Linked DNA regions of Mus musculus: regions 2, 3, 4 and 5 are each linked to region 1. A link is a contact called in public Hi-C, HiChIP or PLAC-seq and promoter capture Hi-C data. All regions are on one chromosome and are shown on one strand. The core of a region is the stretch at or near the end of the contact, and the rest is flanking DNA. Distances in the headings are between cores, read along the strand shown. Region 1 holds the start of Chn2 (chimerin 2). Region 2 holds the start of Wipf3 (WAS/WASL interacting protein family, member 3). Region 3 overlaps 9130019P16Rik (RIKEN cDNA 9130019P16 gene). Region 4 overlaps 9130019P16Rik (RIKEN cDNA 9130019P16 gene). Region 5 has its middle 60 kb from the start of Tril.

The links. Promoter capture Hi-C pulls out the DNA fragments that hold promoters and counts their contacts. A called contact is a pair of places that touch in the nucleus more often than the background predicts. HiChIP or PLAC-seq counts read pairs in DNA pulled down with a chosen protein or histone mark.
Region 2: a contact with region 1 is called in a promoter capture Hi-C map of stem cell-derived epiblast-like cells, with 2.4 times the contacts expected there. The contact joins the promoter of Wipf3 here to the promoter of Chn2 in region 1. A contact is called at or near these places in 4 of 39 promoter capture datasets (embryonic stem cells, liver and stem cell-derived epiblast-like cells) and 1 of 115 datasets of contacts at active chromatin or transcription factors (pancreatic cancer cells).
Region 3: a Hi-C map of cerebral cortex shows a contact between it and region 1, with 2.9 times the contacts expected there. The contact joins the enhancer-like site here to the promoter of Chn2 in region 1. A contact is called at or near these places in 4 of 39 promoter capture datasets (embryonic stem cells, frontonasal cranial neural crest and hippocampal neurons) and 8 of 484 Hi-C or Micro-C datasets (3T3-L1-derived adipocytes, cardiomyocytes, cerebral cortex and 4 more).
Region 4: a contact with region 1 is called in a Hi-C map of the C2C12 cell line, with 3 times the contacts expected there. The contact joins the enhancer-like site here to the promoter of Chn2 in region 1. A contact is called at or near these places in 12 of 39 promoter capture datasets (the 3T3-L1 cell line, cranial neural crest, embryonic stem cells and 5 more), 22 of 484 Hi-C or Micro-C datasets (3T3-L1-derived adipocytes, the Ba/F3 cell line, the C2C12 cell line and 15 more) and 3 of 115 datasets of contacts at active chromatin or transcription factors (extraembryonic endoderm stem cells, neural tube and pancreatic cancer cells).
Region 5: an H3K4me3 HiChIP or PLAC-seq map of embryonic midbrain shows a contact between it and region 1, with 5 times the contacts expected there. The contact joins the enhancer-like site here to the promoter of Chn2 in region 1. A contact is called at or near these places in 11 of 39 promoter capture datasets (the 3T3-L1 cell line, the HPC-7 cell line, cranial neural crest and 7 more), 5 of 484 Hi-C or Micro-C datasets (the AML12 cell line and embryonic stem cells), 8 of 115 datasets of contacts at active chromatin or transcription factors (embryonic basal ganglia, embryonic forebrain, embryonic hindbrain and 4 more) and 1 of 9 other capture datasets (pancreatic islet).

Annotation. Positions count from the first base shown.
Region 1 is chr6:54,038,666-54,041,191 of GRCm38.p6, forward strand. Chn2 (chimerin 2) reads left to right here and starts at 1,267. Exons shown (of 13, transcript NM_001163640.1): 1 at 1,267-1,490. The coding sequence starts at 1,442.
Region 2 is chr6:54,428,429-54,430,954 of GRCm38.p6, forward strand. It overlaps Wipf3 (WAS/WASL interacting protein family, member 3), which reads left to right and starts at 1,258. Exons shown (of 9, transcript NM_001167860.2): 1 at 1,258-1,432. 9130019P16Rik (RIKEN cDNA 9130019P16 gene) reads right to left here and starts at 1,793. Exons shown (of 14, transcript NR_033635.1): 1 at 893-1,793.
Region 3 is chr6:54,386,737-54,389,262 of GRCm38.p6, forward strand. All of the region lies in intron 3 of 9130019P16Rik (RIKEN cDNA 9130019P16 gene), which reads right to left. Among named protein-coding and RNA genes, the nearest start is that of Wipf3, 42 kb to the right of the region's middle. Within about 2 kb of position 1,270, at least 22 of the 459 cell types and tissues checked have an H3K27ac peak or open chromatin away from gene starts, as enhancers often do. A contact at or near this core is called in cerebral cortex and uterus, where this site is marked.
Region 4 is chr6:54,367,019-54,369,544 of GRCm38.p6, forward strand. All of the region lies in intron 3 of 9130019P16Rik (RIKEN cDNA 9130019P16 gene), which reads right to left. Among named protein-coding and RNA genes, the nearest start is that of Prr15, 41 kb to the left of the region's middle. Within about 2 kb of position 1,268, at least 14 of the 459 cell types and tissues checked have an H3K27ac peak or open chromatin away from gene starts, as enhancers often do. A contact at or near this core is called in the C2C12 cell line, the N1E-115 cell line and pancreatic cancer cells, where this site is marked.
Region 5 is chr6:53,759,445-53,761,970 of GRCm38.p6, forward strand. No RefSeq gene overlaps it. Among named protein-coding and RNA genes, the nearest start is that of Tril, 60 kb to the right of the region's middle. Within about 2 kb of position 1,262, at least 54 of the 459 cell types and tissues checked have an H3K27ac peak or open chromatin away from gene starts, as enhancers often do. A contact at or near this core is called in pre-B cells and stem cell-derived neural progenitor cells, where this site is marked.

The DNA.
Region 1 (2,526 bases), core at 17-2,516:
ATAATGAGAGTACTTTCATTCCTTTAATGTTTGCTTTTTTTCCCTTTGATCTAACAATTTCTGTTCAAATTTCACAGTTTTTCTGTAGCTTTAGGAATGAAAGAACCGATTACCCTGCTGGGAGCGTGAAACGGATTTTAAAAAATATATATCTGCATGACATTTCCTTCCAGTAAAATTAATTTAGGTTTAAATACAGGAGGATGGCACACACCGGCTCCAGTCCCTTTCTCCGGTACACCTAGGCAATTCCTTATCCTTAAAGGATTCAGTCGCACCTGCTGCAGAGTCAGTCTTTTGTGAAGATCCTACCAAGGGGCAGAGAACCACTTTCTTTGTGTAAGACCGATGCCACCTTTGGGATGTCTCTATTTCTTTTAGCACCGGTCTCAGAAGCATAGTGGACTTTGGGGGCACTGTCCCTGCCAGTGTCTGGGGTACTTAAGTGTAGCTAGATCAGCTCTCTCTGCTTTAGGAGACGCTTCTTGTGGCAGGGCAGGGACCTTCGGTTCCTGACCAACAAAGGACAAATTAAAGGGTGATGGGAAGGGCGCTTCCCAGCCTTGGTGGCATCCTGGCCTGCTCCAAACCCGCACGTAATCCTTAGAGACCTTGTCTTCTCCTTCTGGAAGTACCCCCACCCCTGCACCCCCTCCCCCGAGCTGTGTGGCTGATCCAAACCTAGAGCTTGCTGCCAGTCCCACCACCTTCCTCCTACGACCCCTCCATCCCCTTCTAATTCGGGAAGCAGCACTGTACACTGCTGCCCGGCCCGCCTCGCGTCCCTGGCGGCGTGCCCAACACCTCGGGGCAGGCTCCGAGTCCTGATGGTCTCCACCCCTTGGTCTGCAGCCTCCCCCTGCAGCCAGGGTTGCAGGAGCTGTCAAGCCGGCCGAGCGGATTCAGCCCGGAGCGCCGGCGTTCCTCTCCTTCCTTTGTGTGCGCGCGCGAGCCGAGTTGGGGAGGAGGGAGAAGGGGGAGGTCGCTGTCTATCTGTCTCCCCCGCCTTTGCCCGGGCCGCTCGAAGTGCGGCGGCGGGAGAGGCTGGATCCCTAGAGTCAGTGCCGGGAGCCGAAGGGCGCCCAGGTTCCAGTCGCGCGCAGGGAGCGGGCCCGCGGCGGGGACAGCGGGGACGCCGAGAGAGGTGGTCCCATCCTCCTGGCCGGCCGCCTTGGCCTCGCTGTGCCCCTGCCACCTCGACGCCCGCAGCGGAGTGCGCCCAGGCGCCGAGAGGGACGGCGAGCACGAATAAATAGCGGCGGCGGCAGCGCGTCATCTGGCGGAGCAGGAAGTACAGGCAGAGTCCGGAGGCCGGTGCTTCCCGCGCGTCCCCAGGACTTTGCCATGGGCTGGGGGCCGCGCGGGCTGCGAGCAGCCGGCCGAGGGCAGCGGCGACGCCGCCCGCACCAGGACTGAGAGAGCGGTGACGCGCGGCGCCGAGATGGCAGCATCCAGCAACTCTAGTCTGTCCGGCTCCTCCGTGTCCTCTGGTGAGTTTCAGCGCGCGGGCGCCCGTGCTGGGATGGAGAGTCTACCTGTGGCCGTCCCTCCCGCTCTAGGAGAGCGTGGCGCGGGACACGAGCGTCACTGGGACACTTGTTAAGGTGGTCAACACCTTTGCGTCTGAGCGGTGACAGTGTAGTGGTGGGACTCGGTGGTGTCCTAGGCGTGCGGACCTGGAGTCTGGGGCTCCTGGCGAGCAGTAGCTGCCAGCAGCCTTGCACTTTCTGCACAGCTGGAACAGGGGCAGAAGGCGCAGGGAAGCTGAGGGCACAGCTGGGCTCGGGACCTGTCTGCCTTGGTGCCAGAAACCTTGGATACTCAGAGCCAAAGAAGGGTGCAAACCCCAGCTCCTTGCAGACTCGGATTTCTTTGTTTGTTTCAGAAATTAGCTCCTTGGAGACACTCGCTTGGGGTATGGGTTTGAGAGAGCAGCCAGGACGAAAATGTGTCTTGCTCATCTGACTGAAGTGGGATAGTGGAATGGAGGTTGAGCCCAGCCTCTGACTCCTGGCGTGTTTAGTGTGTGTGTGTGAGTGTGTGTGTGTGTGTGTGTGTGTGTGTGTGTGTGTAGGGACAGACAGAGACAGAGAGACTGTGAGACAGACACAGAGAACATGTGTGCGCGCGGGAGGGGGGCGGTGGGGGCTGTAATTTTACTTTCAAGGCTTCTTTTTTTTTCAGTGTTAAATGTGGCTGGGTGAAAGAAGGGCTTTCAAGCTTTTCTATGGTTGATCAGCAGGTCTAATTGAACAGAAAAAAATGATAATGAATGTGAATGCATAAGAATCAATGGAGGCAGCCCCTCTGGTTTCTGAACATGACAGGTTTCTAATCAGACTGATGCATTAGGTACAGTTCTACTACCCCTTTGGTCACTGAAAACTTTAATAAGAAACCCTGAAGGGATGGCTGGTAAGACATTTGGCATGGTATACAGAACTCAAGGGTCCAAGACAACAGTCTTCAAGTCCTGGTGGGAATGCTCAGTGTGTTACTACTGTATGGTGTCCACAATTGAGTTCC
Region 2 (2,526 bases), core at 8-2,507, 390 kb after region 1:
CTTTGTTTTCTTTTGGTAGTACTGGGAATTGAACTCAGCTAGTGTGCTAAGAAAGTCTCGGTGATCAGGAAAGGCACTGGCACTATAGTCTTTAGTCTTTAACTGGTCATCACTCTGGATTCTGTCCATAGAGACGATGGGGAGAGCGGCTTAGGTATTTGGAACGTGGCTCCCAGAGACTGAATCCTGTTGCAATGTCCAGAGAAAAAGGATGCAAGAAGGACCACTTGTGCCATGAGACACTGGGTTCTTGAACACAACAACTTCATGATGTTTTCAGCCCCAAATAGCCCCACTCTGCAGACACCATCACTTTGAATCAAGCATTTAAAAAGCTGAATTAGTATATCCTCCAGAAACCGCCCAGCTTGTAAGATAAATGACTGGCCATGCAACTAGTTTGTGCTTTGGGGCTCCGTAGAAGACCTGGTGGGATTTCTACATGGCCATGGAAATAATTCTTCTCTGCAAATTGAGCTTTCCTTCCTTTTCGAACCAGAACACAAGTATGCCTAAGATGTGAGAGGCAGGAAATGCCAGCCTGAATTGCTGCACTTGGAGCAGCTGAGTGTACACAGGAGCCTCAGGCATAAATCTCCAGCATTCTCCAAGCTCTGGACAGCCGGACAGGGAAATGGGACAGACTCGCTTCACTCTAGATTTCAAACTGCCTTCTTCCCACTTCTGCCCCACCGGAAGCTACTTACCTCCCTGTGTTACCAGGATATTTTGTGCTCACCTATCTCTGAGAGCAAGCTTCTCTACCTCCCCCTCCCGCCCCCCAGCTCTCTCCACCCACACACCCACCCCTGCCTCTCAAGCCCAGGTCTGAATTGGGTGTCCCTCTGCTTTGTACACGTTGGATGTTCTCTTGGCTCCGTATTGTAAGTACCTGCTTGTGCTCATCGGGACAACCGGCTGTCCCATTCTCCTTTTGTCCCCTTGCATATACGCGCTGTCTGGGGCTTAGCGAGGGCTCAGAAATGTTTGTAATATATAGACGAGGTGGCGTGCAGGGGAACTCCAGCCCTTGGCCCCATTGTCCCCGTGGCTCACACTCGGGACTCTGTACCTGGGAGCTGCGCCGCCGCGCAGCCAGGACCGCCTCCTGGGTGCCAGAGCGACCCCGCCCTCTGGACCGCGTCCCCGTGCGCTGGGCGGCGAGGCTCCAGGGCGGCCGCCAGGAGCAGGTGGGGGCGGCGGCTCCGCCTCCGCGTCCCGGCAGCGCTTAAGCCCGGCTGGGAGCGAGCGAGGAGCGCAGAGTCCAGCTTAGCCGGGCGCGCAGAAGCAACGCCAGGCACTGTCTGCAGCCCAGCCGGGATCCTCGAGGCGACGGGGACGACGGAGACGACGGGGACGACGGAGACGACGGGGACAGCGGGGACGGAGGCGCCAGCTAAAGTCCAGTCGGCCGGGTTACGGCCAGCTGCAGGTAGCTGCTCTGCTCGCGTCCGGGCCCTGGGTTAAGTAAGTGGCCGATTGGGGTTGTCGCGGAGGGTATTGGGGACAGTCCCGAGGTAGAGTGGCCTCCCGCGTTGTCAAAGACGCTGGGTGAGTGAGAGTGCCCAGGACCCTCTCCAAACTGTAGTCCCCAGCCGCGACTACGTCTGGGAGCTGCTCCGTGCAGCCCTAGCGGCAACCACTCGCTCCCTGCCCGCCACGGGTCGGAAAGGGACCATGGCTACACCAGGTCACCTCAGGGCTCCCTGGTGACCTCCCAGGACAGCACTCTTCCGTTATCAGCTTCTGGCACGGAGGCCTCTTAGTCTGATGCCCCAAGGGGGCTCTGCTTCCCTTCCCCCACGTCACCCCCCACCCCTCCCCTGAGAACAAAAGGGCGGATCTTGCTTGTGTTGGGGATGTTAAGGAAGGGTCCCTGGCGATTAGGAGAGATCTGGGAACCTGCACAATCAGACAAGGACTGAGGATACTGGACCATTTCCCAGAAAGAAAGCCAATTCCTGAGGGAAAAAGTGACTTATCCAAGGTCACACAGTTCCTGGTGACAGAGTCGGGCCAGGAGCTGAGTCCTGACTCCCCGAGGCTTATCTGTAAGCCTGCCTAGGTCAGGAGCCAGAGAGTGTATGTGTCTGTCTATCCATTATCTCTAGCCATTTACATCTGGCCACAAATGGCCTTTAAAGTCCTTTGGAGGTGTGCGGGACTGGGTAATTGTGGCCATTCCCCCGGATACCTAGCCAGGAGCTCACGGGGAGCAAGCTTGGGAGAAGAACACGCTCTCCTGTAGGATGCCAGGCATCCATTCCCCTGTGGAAACAATGTCTTCTGTGTGCTTGGAGTGTCTGCCATGAGTGTGAGAACCTGAGTTGGGTAGATGTTCTGCCCAGAAACCCAGGAAGCCTGTCTAATGGCCTCAGGAAAAACCAGAAGTATCTCTGACACACACACAGTCTGGGGACTCTCTGAGGAAAGTTTCCAGTGGGACAGTGGTATTCCTCTTCTGTGCCTGGGGTCCTTGGATGTAAGTGAGAGCATTTGTTGGGCAGACTTGTGTGACTTTAAAAG
Region 3 (2,526 bases), core at 20-2,519, 350 kb after region 1:
CTAAAATCAGCTTTGGAAGACAGCTGGAATTCATTATTTCAAAGAGAAAGAAACTCAGTCCCAAGAAAGGGAGTTTACTGAAGGTCATTTGACTAGAACAGGGTAGAGCCGTGGCCAGAGGCAGGATATAGACCTCTTAGTCTGAGATCTCTTTCAACTTAGGATTTCCCTCTTCCAGTTGTCAGTTCGTGTGTGTGTGTGTGTGTGTGTGTGTGTGTGTGTGTGTGTGTGTGTTATATGTATACTATATATACAGCAGAAATCAGCAAGTTGAGGAAGTTTAAAAAAAACAAGCAAACAAATCCCTCTATTTTCATGCCTTACTACCTGTTACATTGTGGGTGCAGATGTGTGTGTGTGTGTGTGTGTGTGTATTAAAAATCTCTTGTGCTGAATACCAAAACTTTACCAACCTGATCTACCCACAGGAAAGCTGAGACCAGCAACTAAGGTTAAACAGGGTTCCTGTCTATCACTGAGAATGGGAAGCAATGTGGCAAGCCTGCATCTGCCAAGTCAATACAGAAAGAGAAAGCAAACCACACCTAGGGACTGTATGTGGAAGGGGACTTAATACAGAGAAACTGACTGAGGCCATATGGTAGACTCCCACGAATGACCCCAGAATGCTGTAGAACTGAGCGGTCTGGAACCCTGCCACACCTATTCCAACTAAAAAGGTACAAAACCAAGAGATCAAGACGCTTATCTTGGAAGTCCTGAGTATAAGGGGGGAAAAAGGCCTCCCAACTGAGGTGCAGGACCAAACAGGAGTCAGTGGGCCGCGATTCCATGGCTCCTGCATGACTGCATGCCACTCACAGGTCTGGAGAATGAACACTGGACCACTTCCAGGGTGGGAAGGAAACAAACTCCACTTATGCCTATGCCTGATCTGGGTCCATAAAAAGGCAACTAAAAGATGCCCCTGCCCAGTTTCCACCATCTAGTTTCCAATGCCTACATCCTGTTTGTGGGATCTAATCGGCATTCACAACATAACAGGCGGTAAGACACGAAAATAGAGGGATCTGCTAGCTTGTGTTTTCAGCTTCCTGATTTCTGCCTTACAGAATATACAGTAAGTTGAAGGAGGAACAGGGGAAAGACTTAGGAGGCAGAAGGATGGTCTTGCAAGTCTGATGACCCGAGTTGGGTCTCAGAATCCATGTAAAAATCCAGATGCAGGGGCTGAAGCCTATGTTCCCTGCACTACCGAAGTGAGAGGGAGGCAGGGGCGGGAGAATTGGCTGGCTGCTCAAAAAGCACAGAAAGCTCTGAGTAACCGAATGTCTGGAGGCAAACTCCAAGAACTGTCTAACCCCACTGCAAAGGGAAGCTCAAGGGGCCAAGCCAGCCACAGAGCAATGGGCAGAATGAATTAAAAGGTTTAGGCCAGTAGCTTATAACTAGGCAATTCAGTCTTTTTCTAATGCAGAGAAACAACTGCACATACAAATTGAGATGTCAGTTTCATATTGCTTGCAACACACACACACACTAAACATTAAGAGAATCAGAGTGTTGCTGATAAAATAAAGGTGGAAAAAACTTTCTCAGGGAGTTCAGTGAAGCCTTCAACTGGAGGAGTGCAGAGTCCCAGAAGGACCTCCAGGGACACATGGTTCAGTGAAACAAAGTGATTTTACAATGTACAGTGTGGTGATGCTCACTGAAGAAAAGAACACCTTCAATGCAGGAAGGACTTTATGGGCTACAAGCCAGCTACTCGGAAGGACTAACCAGGGGAACTGCCCACTGGTCCACACCCCTTCCTAGGCTCTTAGACTCACAAACATATTAAGGATGTGAAAGGCCAGGGTAGGGAGAAGAGTTCTAAAACATCACTGGAAGAAATTTCCGGAGACAGGAGCATGCCTATTATCCACTGCTGAGCACCAGAATGGCCTTGACCTGTTGCATGCTCTCTAATCAATGAGAGGTCAGAGCTAATGACAAGCTAACTTAACTTACAACCAGGAGCTTGGAGTGAAAAAAAAAAATCCAGGAAAATAATTTCTTTGTGGATGAGTCGGGGAGCCCTCCTGCACTGAAATGAGCCTGTTAAGCTCTCGGAGTGGACGTGGGAGAGGAGGACACAGATTTCCTTTGACCAGAAGAGCCACATCGAAGATAAATCTGGGGAACAGAGCCTTTGAAGTCCTGGCCAAGAGGAGCTACCTGCAAGGGCAGTGATCTGGTTGCAGCGGGGAACCAAGAATGGAACCCATTGTCTGCAGGCAGCAGCAACACCAGCACTGAGGGCAAGTGAACTAGGGTGTGTCTGCTGGTTAAGGCCTCTATCACAAAGGGCCCCAAACTGTGCAATGTAAAACAAGAAATGTGTTTCACAGATGTGGAAGCTAGGAGGCCCAGATCAGAGTGTGAGGAGGGCCTGCCTCTATGAGGAATTTTTCCAGACCTCTTTCAAATGCCTGCCAGCTGCCCACAAACCCAGGTGTCTGCTCACTTGTAACTAAATGACTGTCTTTTCACATGGCCTTCCTCCTGGCGCTCTCCTCTGCG
Region 4 (2,526 bases), core at 18-2,517, 330 kb after region 1:
ACTGTTCACACACTGGCCCAGGACATGGCCTCCAGCCCCCAGCAGACTCCTGCTTCCTTTTCTGAGCTGAGTTAAGGCCGTTTTCCATGTGGCAAGCTTGTAGAAACCCTGCTCTGCTTCCACCTTTGTCTTCTGTTTCCCATGCCATAGATGCTAACTCCCCTCCCCCATGTTTCTCTTTCCCAGCCCCAACCCTAGGGAAAGAACTCTGTGGATAGAAAAGGCAGGAGTGTGCATGGCTTAAATGGGAACCACCTTTCTTCCCTGTGGACCTCAATGTGGATCATAGAGTGGATGGGATGCAGGATGCAGAGGCCCCGAAGCATATCCCAGCTCATCTTTTCTTCCCTCCATAGTTTTGAGAAGCAGCTTCATGGGTATTTGGGGGAGCTTGTCCAATACAGGGTGCTCCCCTCCTTTCACCTCCCAACAGGAAACTACAATTCTGGTTTGCATCCTTCCAGACATAGCCCTGTCTTGAATTACTTCAAGCTTTATAATTTTCTACAATCTGGGAGTGGGGGAGATCTCTGTGGGTGAGAGGTTTCCTTTATAAACCAGCCTCAGAACTCATGGGATAGTGGAAGAGAAGCGACTCCACATAGTTGTCCTGTAACCTCTAATTCAGTTTTGTGACATGTACACACACACACACACACACACACACACACACTACCAACACCACCAGTGGTGATGATGATGGTGGTGGTGGTAGAGAGAAGGAGAGCAGAAGGGAGACAGGGCCATAGGGAGGGAGGGAGAGCGAGAGGGAGAGAGTTCCCATGTTTCATGAGTGGTTTCTCACTCTGAATGATTAGAGTGAAAATCCGCACAGCAGAATACCCTGACCTGCTCAACAGACCTGTCAGTGTCCCAGGAGCAGCCACTCACTTAGCTGAGCTCTGCAATGCAGGGGAAGTGAGGGTATCTTAGATGGGGAAAACAGTTACTGGGCATGCGCTTTGTCCTGGATCTCACAGGTCTTCAGCCTACATAGGCTCCCTCCCTCCCTCCCTCCCTCCCTGTCTCCTTCCTCATTACTGCTCTTTCTTTCTGTATTCCTCGTTGTGCAGGTCTGGATAGAATGTATGCTGTGTCAGTAGAGCAATGGGAATCTCCATCACTTATCTCAAAATCCTGGGCTTAACTTACTACCAGGAACACTCAACAGAAGGCAGTTAGTGCAGCACACTTGGGAGAGCGGTGAGATAAAGTAAATTGCTGATGCCTGGAAGTTTAGTGGATGATGAACTTACTGAACACACACCACCTAGTGGCAAGCTGGAGTAAGACCACCTCAGCACGGGGCCAGACGCTAGTTCTCCCAGAGCAGGTACTGTGCCCTGTGAGGCGCTTTCTCATTGTAGTATTGTATTATTTAATCAGCACGTGTATAAATCTCTCAGAGTGGGAGCTGAAGGATGAGTTACAACTGAGAACTTAGATCATCTGGCTGCAAAGATAGACTCCTTGCACAGCACACATTATGGGAGCCAAGGACAGCGGCAGCTTATCTGATTAGGAAGTTAGAATTCTGCACGAATAACAGCTACTCTCAAAGATTTGAGTAAATACCAGAGTATCCAGAACAATAGACGATTACTTCACATTTTTACATTTGGACACATTTTAATAGATAGCCGGCTCCCTGTTCCCATAAACTGAATCTATAATCTCCAGTCTAATACATAACAAGGACAGTACCCCTCCACATCTTTGTTTTTACAAGAGGGGACTGTGTTGATATTTCTGAGCCCAAGAACCATTTTCAGCTTTGTTTTTTCATCAATGGTGAAAGAAATATTCACCTGCAAGAAGAGCCAGTGCATTCTGAGATGAATAAATTCAACCAAATGTCACTGTTCACCATGAAACGACTAGTCAAAACAACATTCACTGCTTCTGATGATGTGTCATTGAAATTCGTCAAACTGAAACAGCAGATCTGCCTCACATAAACCCACGACAGCAAAACTGGCCCTTCATACAGTCTTGTGGCCTCTGGAGCAAATACCAACCCGGTGGGCCGAGGCTGGCCTGGGTGTGGCAAGCAGTGACGAATGCTTACTAAAATCCTCTAGTCACCATCGGGCGTCCTGGGGACCTGCATTTTGTGACTGAGTGCAAAAGTCTTCTAGGCCCCTGAGGTGAGGACATCTGCCTTGTCCTGGAAGAAGGAGCAGCAGCAGAAATGGCTCTTTCATCCTGCAGCCCAGCAGCCCTGCCAGGACCCCAGCCCGTATTACAAACATCTGCTCTCCCATTGTGCAGTGAGAGGCATTTGCTAGGTTGGGCCTTTGTTAGACTGGCATGGAGGACAAGGCCTACATCTTCACTCCACTTAAAGTCACCACTGGCCATGGGAAATGGTTTGTATAGGTGGATTTGGTGGGGTTCAAGTTGTTGGGAACTCCTTACTTGAATGAAGAGGACGGTCACCTTGCTCTACAATATTGAAAACAGAGATTACTAGCTGCGTTCCTTTCCCTGGACTCCTGAGGAAATGAGTCTTGGTTAACTGCTGGA
Region 5 (2,526 bases), core at 12-2,511, 280 kb before region 1:
ATGTGATGAATAATATTAGGACCCAGGGGGGTATTTAGAAGGTGGAAAAAAGGAGTGGGTTAATTTTGAACCATTTTCAATTTCCATACCAGTCATTACCCACATTAGTGGATTTATTATGTTCTTTTTCTTTCCCTAATAAGAGCCTTGTAAAACCCAGCATATCATCAAGCAACCTAATAATTACTGTATTTAGGGGCAAATGTTAGATCCTAGACAGAGACTGTTTATCACGTCCTGCTCCCTAAAGTTCAACTGAATAGCCACTTTTCTGTTTCCTCATTAATAATTATAATAAGTAAACTGCACAAAAGAGGAAGAAAGAACTCAGCAAATCAAAACATAGCAAACTGGGAAGGCCAGAGCACTAAAGCATCCTGCCATGACTCACAGACCACGTGAGCCGTTAGAATCATGATTCTTAATTTTCCTGACCAGAACTCTGAAGGGAGCAGAAACCGGCACCAAATGAATCCACTCAATTAATGAGGATGCCCAGATGGCAAAGAGGGAAATAAATAATTCCCTCAGTCTGCCCTTTGTCACCTCAACCCCCAAGTTGTAGGCCTCCTTAGGGATTTCAAAGCAAAGCTTAGTGTGACCAGGAATGTGGAGGGTTTGCTACCCTTCAGTCCTTAAAGCTCTGGGCAACAACCAGGAGGCATCTGTGAGGAAGCTGCCTGCTGGCTTTGCTCTTGAGGATGTTTTCAAACACCATAACCCACTCACCTCAGAGGGCTTGCCCCCCTCATCCTTTCCCTTCTCTTCCTTATCATCCATTTCCTTCCTTTTTATTCATTCTCTCTCTCTGGCCCCCCAGTTTCTCTTTCTCTTTGTTCTCTTTCTCTCTTTTCTCTCTCTCTCTCCCTCCCTCCCTCCTCTCTCTTAATTTAAACTTGTTTCTGTCTCTTTGGACCTCCCACACACACACACATGTTTTTCTTGCTGATTTCCCTTATATATTACACATTTAACAAACTTATCTCTTGCTTCAATTGCTGAAGGTGCCACTGACAGAGGTCTAAACAAAAGCTCAACACCCAAATAACCTATTCCTCCTGTGAGTAAACCCCTCCACTTCCCCCTTCCTATTTTTTTTTATCCCAAAGCAGAACCAGTCACCTTTTTTGTTTACAGGTTTACTGATCTCTTCCCTTCTGCTAAGATCCGGGCATTTTGAGGCGTGTTTAGACACCTCCTGTAAGTATTCCCCAAGGTGAAAGCAACCACAACTCCTCACTCTTTGTCTTTGAAAGCTTAGACCAGTTGGAAACTTTGGAACAACCACTTAGTGCCAAATCTGCCCTTGATCTTCTCTTTATAGCACATGGGGTTTACACTGCGAGCCAGATTCAGTCCCCAGGGACCTCTGCTGGGGAACACAGGAAGAATTCTCCCTTCTGCAGGGAGTGTTTTCAGGCCAGAATGCATAAACCGTTGAGAACATCTCCCGTGGAGTCTGCAGAGAGGAAGATAATCCATTACCCTGCAGGCAGTTGGCCTTGGCGGGAAGGACTGGGGCCGCCTCCAGTGACACAAAGGAGAGCTGCATTTGAAATCTCCCCAAAGCCAGGCCTACTTTCCCCCACGGGTTTTGCATTTCTCAGACAGCAATGCAAAAGGAGATAGAGAACAGAAATGCAAATCGCAACCTTTAAGAAAATATATAAACCCAAAAGATGAATAAGGGCCTTCTAGTTCCATAGATGCCAAAAGCATCCCTTTGGCTAAATGAAAAACGCATTCCCAGCTGCACCAAGTCTTCCCATATTGCCCAGATGAAGCCAGCCTCTGCAAGAGACGGCCATACTTCAAAGAGCAGCACAGAACCTCTTTATCACCACAGGATTTCACAAGAATCTAGAGAAAGGCAGAAGAAATGAGGGCAAGCTAAGGCTGCCTTAAAGAAGCCTGGTTGTAGACACTGAGCTGAGGGCCAGCATCACTGAGGGAAGCCTGGAGAGAGGCAAGCAGAACCGGCATCCAGTGCTCACATCCATCTGGGGAGAGATAGACCTCCTGTGCTTTGAAGCCCAGAGCCATCGCAGCAAAGGGGTTATAAAAATGCTTTGGAGGTTGACCTGTCCCTAAAGCACAAGGAGGCAGGATTTGGAGAATATCTGTGCAAATGGTGGGCTCCACCCGGAGCCAGGGGAAATGCTCAGTTTGAAGGAGGGAGGAGCCATCAGGGGGAAAACAGGCACGTGGTCCAAGAGGAGGAAATAGAAATGGAACACAAATGTGCAAAAATACACCTGAGGACAATGCTAAGTCAAAAAAGTCAAATCTGCAAGAAGGTCAAATTTATCACTTAGACTAAAAGGAGAAAGGGATATGAAGCACACAGGCAGAATAAAGGGAAAGTTCTCTACAGCTAAACTGTGGGATGGACCCACACAGACACACACACACACACACACACACACCGTCAGTATCATCACCATCACTATCACCTCCACCATCACCAAATCTGCCCATGCACCTCCAACACTACCACCACCAATAACACATACACAAACACGCACA